Regions from separate parts of the Pan troglodytes genome. Here all the other regions are linked to region 2. The links are chromatin contacts, called in public Hi-C maps. All regions are on one chromosome and are shown on one strand. The core of a region is the stretch at or near the end of the contact, and the rest is flanking DNA. Distances in the headings are between cores, read along the strand shown.

Evidence for each region. A called contact is a pair of places that touch in the nucleus more often than the background predicts.
Region 1: a Hi-C map of stem cell-derived neural progenitor cells shows a contact between it and region 2, with 3 times the contacts expected there. The contact joins two enhancer-like sites. A contact is called at or near these places in 3 of 7 Hi-C or Micro-C datasets (blood, induced pluripotent stem cells and stem cell-derived neural progenitor cells), 1 of 1 datasets of contacts at active chromatin or transcription factors (stem cell-derived excitatory neurons) and 1 of 1 other capture datasets (stem cell-derived neural stem cells).
Region 3: a Hi-C map of stem cell-derived neural progenitor cells shows a contact between it and region 2, with 2.9 times the contacts expected there. The contact joins two enhancer-like sites. A contact is called at or near these places in 1 of 7 Hi-C or Micro-C datasets (stem cell-derived neural progenitor cells) and 1 of 1 other capture datasets (stem cell-derived neural stem cells).

What each region holds. Positions count from the first base shown.
Region 1 is chr6:31,073,097-31,076,307 of NHGRI_mPanTro3-v2.0_pri, reverse strand. No RefSeq gene overlaps it. Among named protein-coding and RNA genes, the nearest start is that of NPVF, 32 kb to the right of the region's middle. Within about 2 kb of position 1,912, at least 9 of the 24 cell types and tissues checked have an H3K27ac peak or open chromatin away from gene starts, as enhancers often do. A contact at or near this core is called in stem cell-derived neural progenitor cells, where this site is marked.
Region 2 is chr6:31,657,903-31,660,774 of NHGRI_mPanTro3-v2.0_pri, reverse strand. No RefSeq gene overlaps it. Among named protein-coding and RNA genes, the nearest start is that of MIR148A, 95 kb to the left of the region's middle. Within about 2 kb of position 1,339, at least 14 of the 24 cell types and tissues checked have an H3K27ac peak or open chromatin away from gene starts, as enhancers often do. A contact at or near this core is called in stem cell-derived neural progenitor cells and stem cell-derived neural stem cells, where this site is marked.
Region 3 is chr6:31,115,652-31,118,507 of NHGRI_mPanTro3-v2.0_pri, reverse strand. No RefSeq gene overlaps it. Among named protein-coding and RNA genes, the nearest start is that of NPVF, 74 kb to the right of the region's middle. Within about 2 kb of position 1,592, at least 4 of the 24 cell types and tissues checked have an H3K27ac peak or open chromatin away from gene starts, as enhancers often do. A contact at or near this core is called in stem cell-derived neural progenitor cells and stem cell-derived neural stem cells, where this site is marked.

The sequences.
Region 1 (3,211 bases), core at 663-3,162, 590 kb after region 2:
CACTAGTTGCAAAACAGAGTTTTGTCAGCCCCTTCGGTATTTATCAGACCTTCCCTGCTAACACCAATTAAATGAGAGAGGGGATCTCAAAGTTTGGGTCAAAGCCTTTGATTTTCAGATAAGAGATCACATCAACTTTCAGAGAAAATCTCAGATGTCTCTAATATTTCTTTACTATAAAACCTCCTCCAAGGTTTCGATTCCAGAAACGTTTGAATCGCATTTCTGCAAGGTACAAATTAATAGCCCTTACAAAGACTGTCAGAGATTTCATTTTAAAACACTATTAAACCTAGAAGGTAGTAGCCAAATTGGAGAGGATGTTTGATCCTCTCCCAATTTTCCGCTGCTGCAAAGCAGAGACTGATAGTAAATCATTCTTTGCAGTCACTTCTCCTGTTTTTTAAGAAGAAGAAATCATTTTAGAAGTTTTTCTCTTTTTTTCCTTGCAAGAGCTTCATAACGTCGGCACACAGCTTGTGAAACAGAGGGAGAGAACAGAAACCACATCCGGAAGTAATCATCTCCGCAGCACTGTAATGGATTATATGTATTAAAGGGGCCGTGGACTAAATTAGCGTGAAGGTATTTCATAAAAAGTTATGTAAATCTTAAGTGGAGGTAATGCTCTTCTCCTTAAACTTAGGAATGAGGAAACGGTAGGCCCCAAGACCTTGCTACAAAACAGTAGCTTTGCTACTTCTTGTGCCACCAGATTAAACAGACAACTGGAATGACACCACTACCTCATATACTCACATAAACTAAGTTTTATTGTTAACCTGGACACACTGAAAATCATGAGACTGATGGAGCCAAACTTCCCACAATTGTCCAGTCAATTTGCTATCCTTCTATTTTTTAATTTTTTGGGGGGGAATAGGGAATAGCAAAATTGCCTTTTTCTCAGCACTTACTCAGTCTGTAGATAATAGAAAGTTCTTATTCCTTTTAAACTTGCAAATGAGATTCTTTATCTCAGAGGCCCAATCACCATTCTAAAGAGAATATTTTTATTTTCAAGAGATTCTGTTTTTAATTGGCTACTTAGAAAGTCTATCTTAGAAAACATACATACTTGCTGGAGTTAACTTGTTCTATATTGTTCAAAAAAGAAAAAATCTACCAAAAGGAAAACAAAATGGACATTGAAATGCTGTTTTCAGGGATAATAATACTTAACAACTTGGGGGGTTGGAGGAAATCGGTCCCCTTTAATATCTCAGTTGGCACTTCGCCCTGTTAGCCCTATGCTAGTCGCATTGTGCTCAGAGGCAATCAGACACTTGCAACGATTGCTTTTACAGCACCACAGAACTACCTGCAGTAGTTTGGTTGTTTTCAACCATTCTCCAAATAAAAATATCCCTTTAATGCAAAGGCTCAGAGTTTATGAGTTTTTTTTTTTTTTTTAAGAAACTAACGTAGACGTTCCCATGCATTTTTATCACCTTAGGCTAAAAATATAACAAGCAAAGACTGAGAAGGAGCTGGAAGAAATTAAGAAGAATGCTTTCCAACGTTTGGAAATTCCTTGAACGATGCACATATAATGTATATGCAATAACTCTTCAGTAAAGGAAAAGACATAAAGAAATGAGAGACTGCATAAAAGCCTGGGCAATTCTATATTTTAAATAATAAGGTGAAACGGCAAAATGTTTTGTTCTACGTGGTATCTGTTCAACTGTAATTCTATACTCCACATGATGTGAAAATCTAAGTTTGAGCAAAGTTGGCCTTCTTTTTTTCTTTAATCCACACTGACATTGTGCCCAGAGATGGGGCTCCAGCTGTTGAGGGACTAGAAGAACCTCAGGGAGTGAGTGATCGGCTCAATACCGAATCCTCCGTGTGCCGAGAGGATCACTTTGACCCGGAAGCCATTGCAAATTGTTGCTTTTTCTTGTAAGTAGAGTCTGCCCCCACGTGGTGAAAGTGAGAGGCTGCTTTTACACACCAGGACACCTTCCTCTCGCTTCTAGGGCAGCAATTTTTGTAGCGACTGGCGCCCTTTTACCACCATTCTATCTTTGAACTGCTCTTCTTTCTTCCCTCCCCTCTGTCCTACTTCCCCCTTTTCCTCTTCTCCTTCCTTTCGTCTTCTTTCTGTTTCATCCCCTCTACTTCTTCCTTCCCCTTCGCTTTCCTGAGCCCTCCACTGTGTTATTCAGTGGCCCAGACCCCGTGTCTGGGGGAGGATCTGGACTCTGATTTGAGGAATTCAGGAAAGACAATTTCAATAAATAATTAGAGAATAATCACTTTAAGGGATAACAACATGACATCGTAGATCCTGAACCAGAGATTGAGATACCTGGCTTTCACACGCTGTGGCTCTGTCCCAGAAATAGGATACGGATATGACATGTTTATATGCAAAGTAAGAAATCTAGGCGTAAGCATAGCTTCATAGAGAACCAGGAGGCAGAAAGACAAAATGGGTTCATCTGCCCTCTTTTTTAAAAAAGCAGTAAAGACACCTAATGCTGATCCCACCAGCTCCCGCTGAGCCACTCCAAATACATGCAATCTAAGCAATCGAAAACCAATGCTCATGTGGCAATACAGCCTCAAGATAAAGCTCCTTGTTTCCCTCGTGGTCCTATTACAGGCAGCCCGTCATCCCTAGGGCCATCCTGAGCAACCAGTCCACCCTGGACATCATTTTCATCATGTCACATCCCTACCCAGAAATCTTCAAAGGTATGTTGCCTTCAAAGTCCAAATACCTCGTGCATTATTCAGGATCTCTCTCTCTCTCTCTCTCTCGCAAACACACACACACACAAACACACACACACACACACACCATAGTCTCAACCTACTCAAGTTCTCTACTTCAACCACATTTCTCTCCTGGGCATCCCCTAATGTCCATCTTTTTCTTGCCTCTGTACTTTTACATTTGCTGATTCCCAGCCCAGAATAGTCTTACTGAAAGGCCACAGCCTTTTGTGGTGCTTCTGTCAGTCTGGAAGTCCTTTTTTTTTCAACGCTGAAACTGCATTAGTACACAAAGCAAGACATGTCACCCAGGGAGGTGGAAGTTGAGGGCGCTTTCATACCCATATGAAAGCCTCATATCAAGATATAATACATATATTTTAATACAACTGTAATTTACAGAGCTATTAATCTTCCAAGGCAGGAGGTGGGGTGAGGGTAGGGAGGGCAAAGTGTTCATAAACTACCAAGGAAGAGATCTAGT
Region 2 (2,872 bases), core at 90-2,589:
GTCTTCTTGGAATTGCGTTTTACGTTTGAAAGTGCGATTTTGGTTTGGAGGTCGGGAGTAGAAAATTTGTATCCGTTCTTTTCTTTGGCTGTTTCCTACTTGCCTTTCAATACCCATACTTATTCCGCCCTCGGAGACTGGCCGTTCCCGGCAGAGCAGAAGCGCACGAGGGTTGAGTAACTGCAGGTGAGAGCTAATTTTTCAGCGCATCCACCAGATACCGCAGGTTTGTGGATTTTCCCCCTAGTTGGCCAGAAAACTCACACCCAAACATGCAAGTCCTCTATGGCCTCTCCGTACTCTTACCTTGGCCCTCTTTATTTCCATATCTCCCTCCTCCCCATGCAGGTCTCTAAAGGGAATCTGTCTCCTGCGGTTCTTTCCCGCAGGCGCCTGCTGAAAAGGCAATTTCCTTGGGGGTGTGCCTGGGGAGAGAGGAAAACAGAAACCAGGATTGTTTGGGGGCCTGAAACCATCCAAATTTTATTGCATCCGCTACAAAGTCAACTAACTCTTAATGAGCATCCAAGCGGAAAAAGGCCAAAGTTTACTCCGTGTTAAGGCGGGGAATGGGGGTGGGGGTGATGGGAGTTTGCTTATTTCCTTCTGGTACAACCAAAGGTTGCAACACCTTCCTGAGAGGCTCCTCCCAACGCCAAGAGTACGGACGCGAAAGTCAGAAGTCATCGGGTTTCAGCTCCCTGAATGATCCAAGATCACTCCGCCACGAAGACCTTCGAAGTTGGCCCTGTCTACAGCTTGTAATTAAAAGGATAATGTGTCTTGTAATAAAAAACAGGACCCACACAAACAAACCCAGCGTCCAACGGCCCTCCACCTCGCCACACTCTTCCCTATTAAGGGCCAGTGACAAACATTGCCATCCAGTTTCACCCAAAAGGAGGAAGCGGTAGATCTTCCTTTTAATAACTTCCCAAAGTGTTACAAATAATAAAAAGGACGCATAAATCATCGCGGGGGCGGCAGAACGCGGACGACAGATGGATTTACTCCTCTCTAGCCCTGGCTTCCAACCGCGCTCTCATTGGCTACTTCCTTGTGGCCCGCCCCCGAATCCGCTCTCTTATTGGTCCGTCTGGACCCAGTCGCAGAGACAGGGCGTAGGATCGGTGGGGGCCGGAGTCCACCAGCGCGCATGCGCCCTATGGCGCGCATGTATGATTGACAGCAGGGAGAGGTGTTTGTGTGTGTGTGTGTGTGTGTGTGTGTCTGTGTGTCTCAGGGTTGAGGCAGCGAAGGTGGTGGTGGCGGGGCGACGGTGAAAGTGGTGGCTGTGAGTGCTGGAGCTGAGGCCGCTTTTGCCGGCCGCGGTGAGGTGTAGTCCTCTTTGCCGGCGTTTTCCGCTGAGTCAGAAGCGCTGGTGGTCACAGACTGCGCTCTCACCCACACTGAAGTCGATCTGGAAGGAATTTACTGAGGGGGCTCTCCAGCAGCTGGCTAACCGGGGAGGAAGTAGAACTAGAAGATATGCTTTACTCTTCCTGAAGAAGATACTTAAGCCCCTCAAGAAGAGATTTAATTTGAGCGCTGTGTTGATTTGTGCATTCCTTGTAAAGCACACACTAAATTAGCTTCACATCCCAGCCGTACCTTCATCTGCAGCACACATCTCTCCCCCACCTCCTCTCAGCACTCACTTAGCCCTGTTCAGTTCCCCTGTAGGCACAGGTACACATATATCAGCCTCTTGTAATCATGAAGACGAGGGACGAACTTACAAAGACACCCGGCACACTGTGACAATCCTTAACTGGGAGAAAAAAAAAGAGAGAGAGAGAAAGCAAACAAAGGTAGGATAAGAGCAAGAAAAAAAGAAAAGGAAAGAAAACTAGAAAGATGCAGCAACCAGTAAAACGATGGTGGCAAAGATAAAATGCCGATGGAAAAAATCCGTTAAATGCAAAGTTTGAAAAAAACTTCCTAACTCGGTTAATGCTGTGGAAATAATTCCAGTTCATCTCGGTGCTAGTGAACGCCTGGTACAAAATTCTTCAGAGGCGAGGGCTGGCTTAGTGCAGAGGAGAAACGTCGCTCCGTTGCCCTGTTGCATCCAAATTCTCCTTTCAGACAAGTTTCCGCGGCGTGATGGAGGTGGGCAGAAGGCTGGAGAGTGCTTTCCTATTATAAGCTGTTAACTTTTGGTTTGTACTCACATATATTTTAAGGAAATAATAAACATCTTATAGTTCTGCACATATTCTAAATTACAGTGGTTCTAGAAGAATTTTGTAACTGACAAATTAGAGCTTCGGTTTTACGAATTCTGAATTTTAAAACCGGTAATGACTTCTCAGTCCCTGAGATCCTCTTCTTTGTTTTTTTATTTTGGGGTGTGTGGATACGTGTAAGATGAGAAATGTACAAACACAAGTATTGCAGAAACTCCAAGTAATATTCTGTCTGTGAGTTCACGGTAAATAAATAAAAAGGGCAAAGTGACAGAAATACAGGATTATTAAAAGCAAAATAATGTTCTTTGAAATCCCCCCCTTGGTGTATTTTTTATCTTAGGATGCAGCACTTTCAGCATGCCCAAGTATTGAAAGCAGTGTTTTTACGCTACCACGGTAATTTTATTTAGAAGCCCCATGTTCACTTTTAGTTTTAAAATGGTCATTTATGACATAAAATTATCAGCATTCATATTTTTGTGTTTTAATATTCCTTTGGCTACTTATTGAAACAGCAAACATTACGAAAATTAGTAAACAAATCTTTGATAGTTGCTTATTTTTGTTTAATTGAATGTTTATTTTATTAGGTAAATATACAATCAAATTTATTTAAAAATAATGAGGAAAAGAATACTTTTCTTTCGCTTTGCGAAAGCAAAGTGACTTTTCATTCTTCT
Region 3 (2,856 bases), core at 343-2,842, 540 kb after region 2:
CTTATTTTGCAGGCAAATGATCCACGGCTTTAAACGGTTCCTGATTCTATCATAGCTAGAAAAAAAATGCAGTGAAGGAAAGAATTGTGTGCAAAGTCATGAACCCGCAAAAGCAAAAGGGACTTCAGGTGACTGAGAAGCTCAGTTAGATGAGGTTGCTGGCTGGAAGATGGATGGCGGGAAGAGGCAATCAGAATGTGATGAGAAAGAAGTGAAACAAACTGGGTTTGGATCGTGACAGTCCCCCTACTCCCTTACGCTTTCTCTGGCTACGCAGGCACAGAGTCACATCTTCCTGGGAAACCTCAAGCCTGTATTATTGGAATCTTAAACCTGAAAGGGATATGAAAGGTCACTAATACTTAGTCTTTGTGACAGATTCCATACTGTTACTCAACTCTGTACTTTGTGTTCTGTGTCTATACTTTGACTCTTTAAATACATTATCAAAAATTTCATGGGAGGAACCTTCCCTTAATTGTAACTAATTAGGAACAGGCACAGTGACTTAATCAACAACAGTTGTTAAAGCATTTCTACATGCCAAGAGCTCCCTACATATTATATTTAATCCTCAAAATAATTCTGAGGCACATATTATAATTATTTCCATTTTATAAATGGGTAAACTAAGTCAGGAGAGCTTAGGTAATCTGCCCAAGATCACAGAGCTCATAAATGGAAGAATCAGGATTTGAAACCAGGTTGTCTCATCCTGGAGTTTGTGTTTTTAAACTTCAATACTCTACCTGCTTCCCTGGTAAATACTTAAGAAGGTGTTGTTGAATGAATAAGTGGATGTCGTAATTATTTTTTAATTGAATACTTGCTAATTGAAATACTCTTAGTACATTATTTAATTCTTCAACAACTAAGTGATTTCCTTTATCAAGTCACCAGTGGGCTCCATATTCAAAGAACATGAAGAGCCTACCAGTATTTCTCAGAGGTCTGTGAAAGAGAAACTGCTTCATTAGCTGGCAAAGCACCAACTCTGTCCAGACCACCGGGTTCTTTTCTCTAATAAACATGAAAGCTCCCTGAGTGTTGAAGTTTCTCTCTTTCAGGGTGTTAGGCGATCTGATATTACTCTACATCTCAGAAGCATCTCAATCTTAAAAGCAAGAAAGCAAGCAAGATCAAGAGAGGGCTTGGGAATGTACGTCACTGACAGTTGGTGGTAGTGAAGGATCAGACAACTCTCAAATTCAGAGAATAGCCTGGGTGGGGTCCTCATCTCTGGCCATCACCCAGAAACCACTGGGAGCCAGGAAACTCTGAGGGAAGGACACAGCTAAGATTTCTATTTGAACCCTAAAATAGGAGGGATGAGGGTGAAACGATTGCCCACTGCTATTTCAGAGCCAAATGCAGGCACTTGGGAATTTAAACCCGTTATTACTTATCCTTGGCTAGGAAACAGGATGAGCAAAAAAATGAAGGTGCTGACAGCTCTGTTTTCAGACAAGTACCAGAGCAAAATCAAAGTCAGGACAAGCATCAAAAGAATGCAAGCAATGTGACATTCCTGCATTATTTAGGGATGTGAAGAGAAGGGGAGCTGTTCTCCTGAGGAAGGAAAAGCCCTCTCTCTCCTAACATTGGCCAAGAGGAGATGCCTCGCCATGCAATTCCCCTTCTGCAGAGCAGCTGTGCAGGAAAAGCGCCCTCCTTTCCCATGATTCTCATGTGTTTTGACTGATGCTTGTGGAATAGTTTAAACTCAGGCTTTCAAAGGTTGGCCAAACAAATCTTGGACAGAAATGTCAAACTTCAACAAACTATCATGTCCAATGTCTCAATTTCAGCTCAGTGTTTAGACTGGAAGGAAAGCAGATGAATAAAACAAACAATTTTGTATTTACATACATACATATTTGATCACCACGAAAATGACCCACTGCCAGATCACCAAAGGATATAGGTCACAACAGAAGCATGTGGAAGGTACAACTGCAAAGCAATGAGACTTTAATAAGTATGCCATAGTTTATCGTATGAATGAAAAATGTTGTCCTTGAGAATCACCATGGAAATAAGTCACTTATTCTAACAATAGTGCCATTAGTAAAAACATAGGAAGAGTTTGTGAAACATACATAAAAAAGTATTGTTTTACAACGATGAAAATCTCAAACTCCACTCTGTCACCAACTAGCTGTGTGACCTTAGAAAATGTACTTAACCATAATCTTTCATATTTTCACTGATCAAATGTGAACATTAATTCCTTTGATGCCTGAATAAAATACAGGTGTATGTAAATTTTTGACATCTAGAAAGTACTCACAAATTGTGGCTATAATAATTATCATCATTAATGATGATAATAAGGAACAGGAATCAGCCATTTAAAAGCTATGGAAACTTGAGCAAGTGCCTCAACCTCTCTGATTCTCAGGTTACTCATTTGAAAAGAAGGTAGAGGCTGAGCATGGTGGCTCCCGCCTGTAATCCCAGCACTTTGGGAGGCCGAGGCAGGCCTCCTACTTGATGTCAGGAGTTTGAGACCAGCCTGGCCAACATGGCAAAACCCTGTTTCTACTAAAAATACAACTGGGTGTGCGTGCTACTTAGGAGGCTGAGGCAGGAGAATCACTTGAACCCAGGAGGCGGAGGTTGCAGTGAGCTGAGATTGTGCCACTATACTCCAGCCTGGGCAACAGAGCAAGACTCTGTCTCAAAAAAAAAAAAAAAAAAGGCGGACGGTGGGTGGGGGGAGAAGGCTTATAAAAAGAAGGTATAATAACATTTCATAAGGTTAATAGAGAGATACATGTGAACATATGAAAAGCATCTAACATAGTCTCAGCTACATATTTGATGCTTAATACAAATTCTCCTTTTTAGTGACAC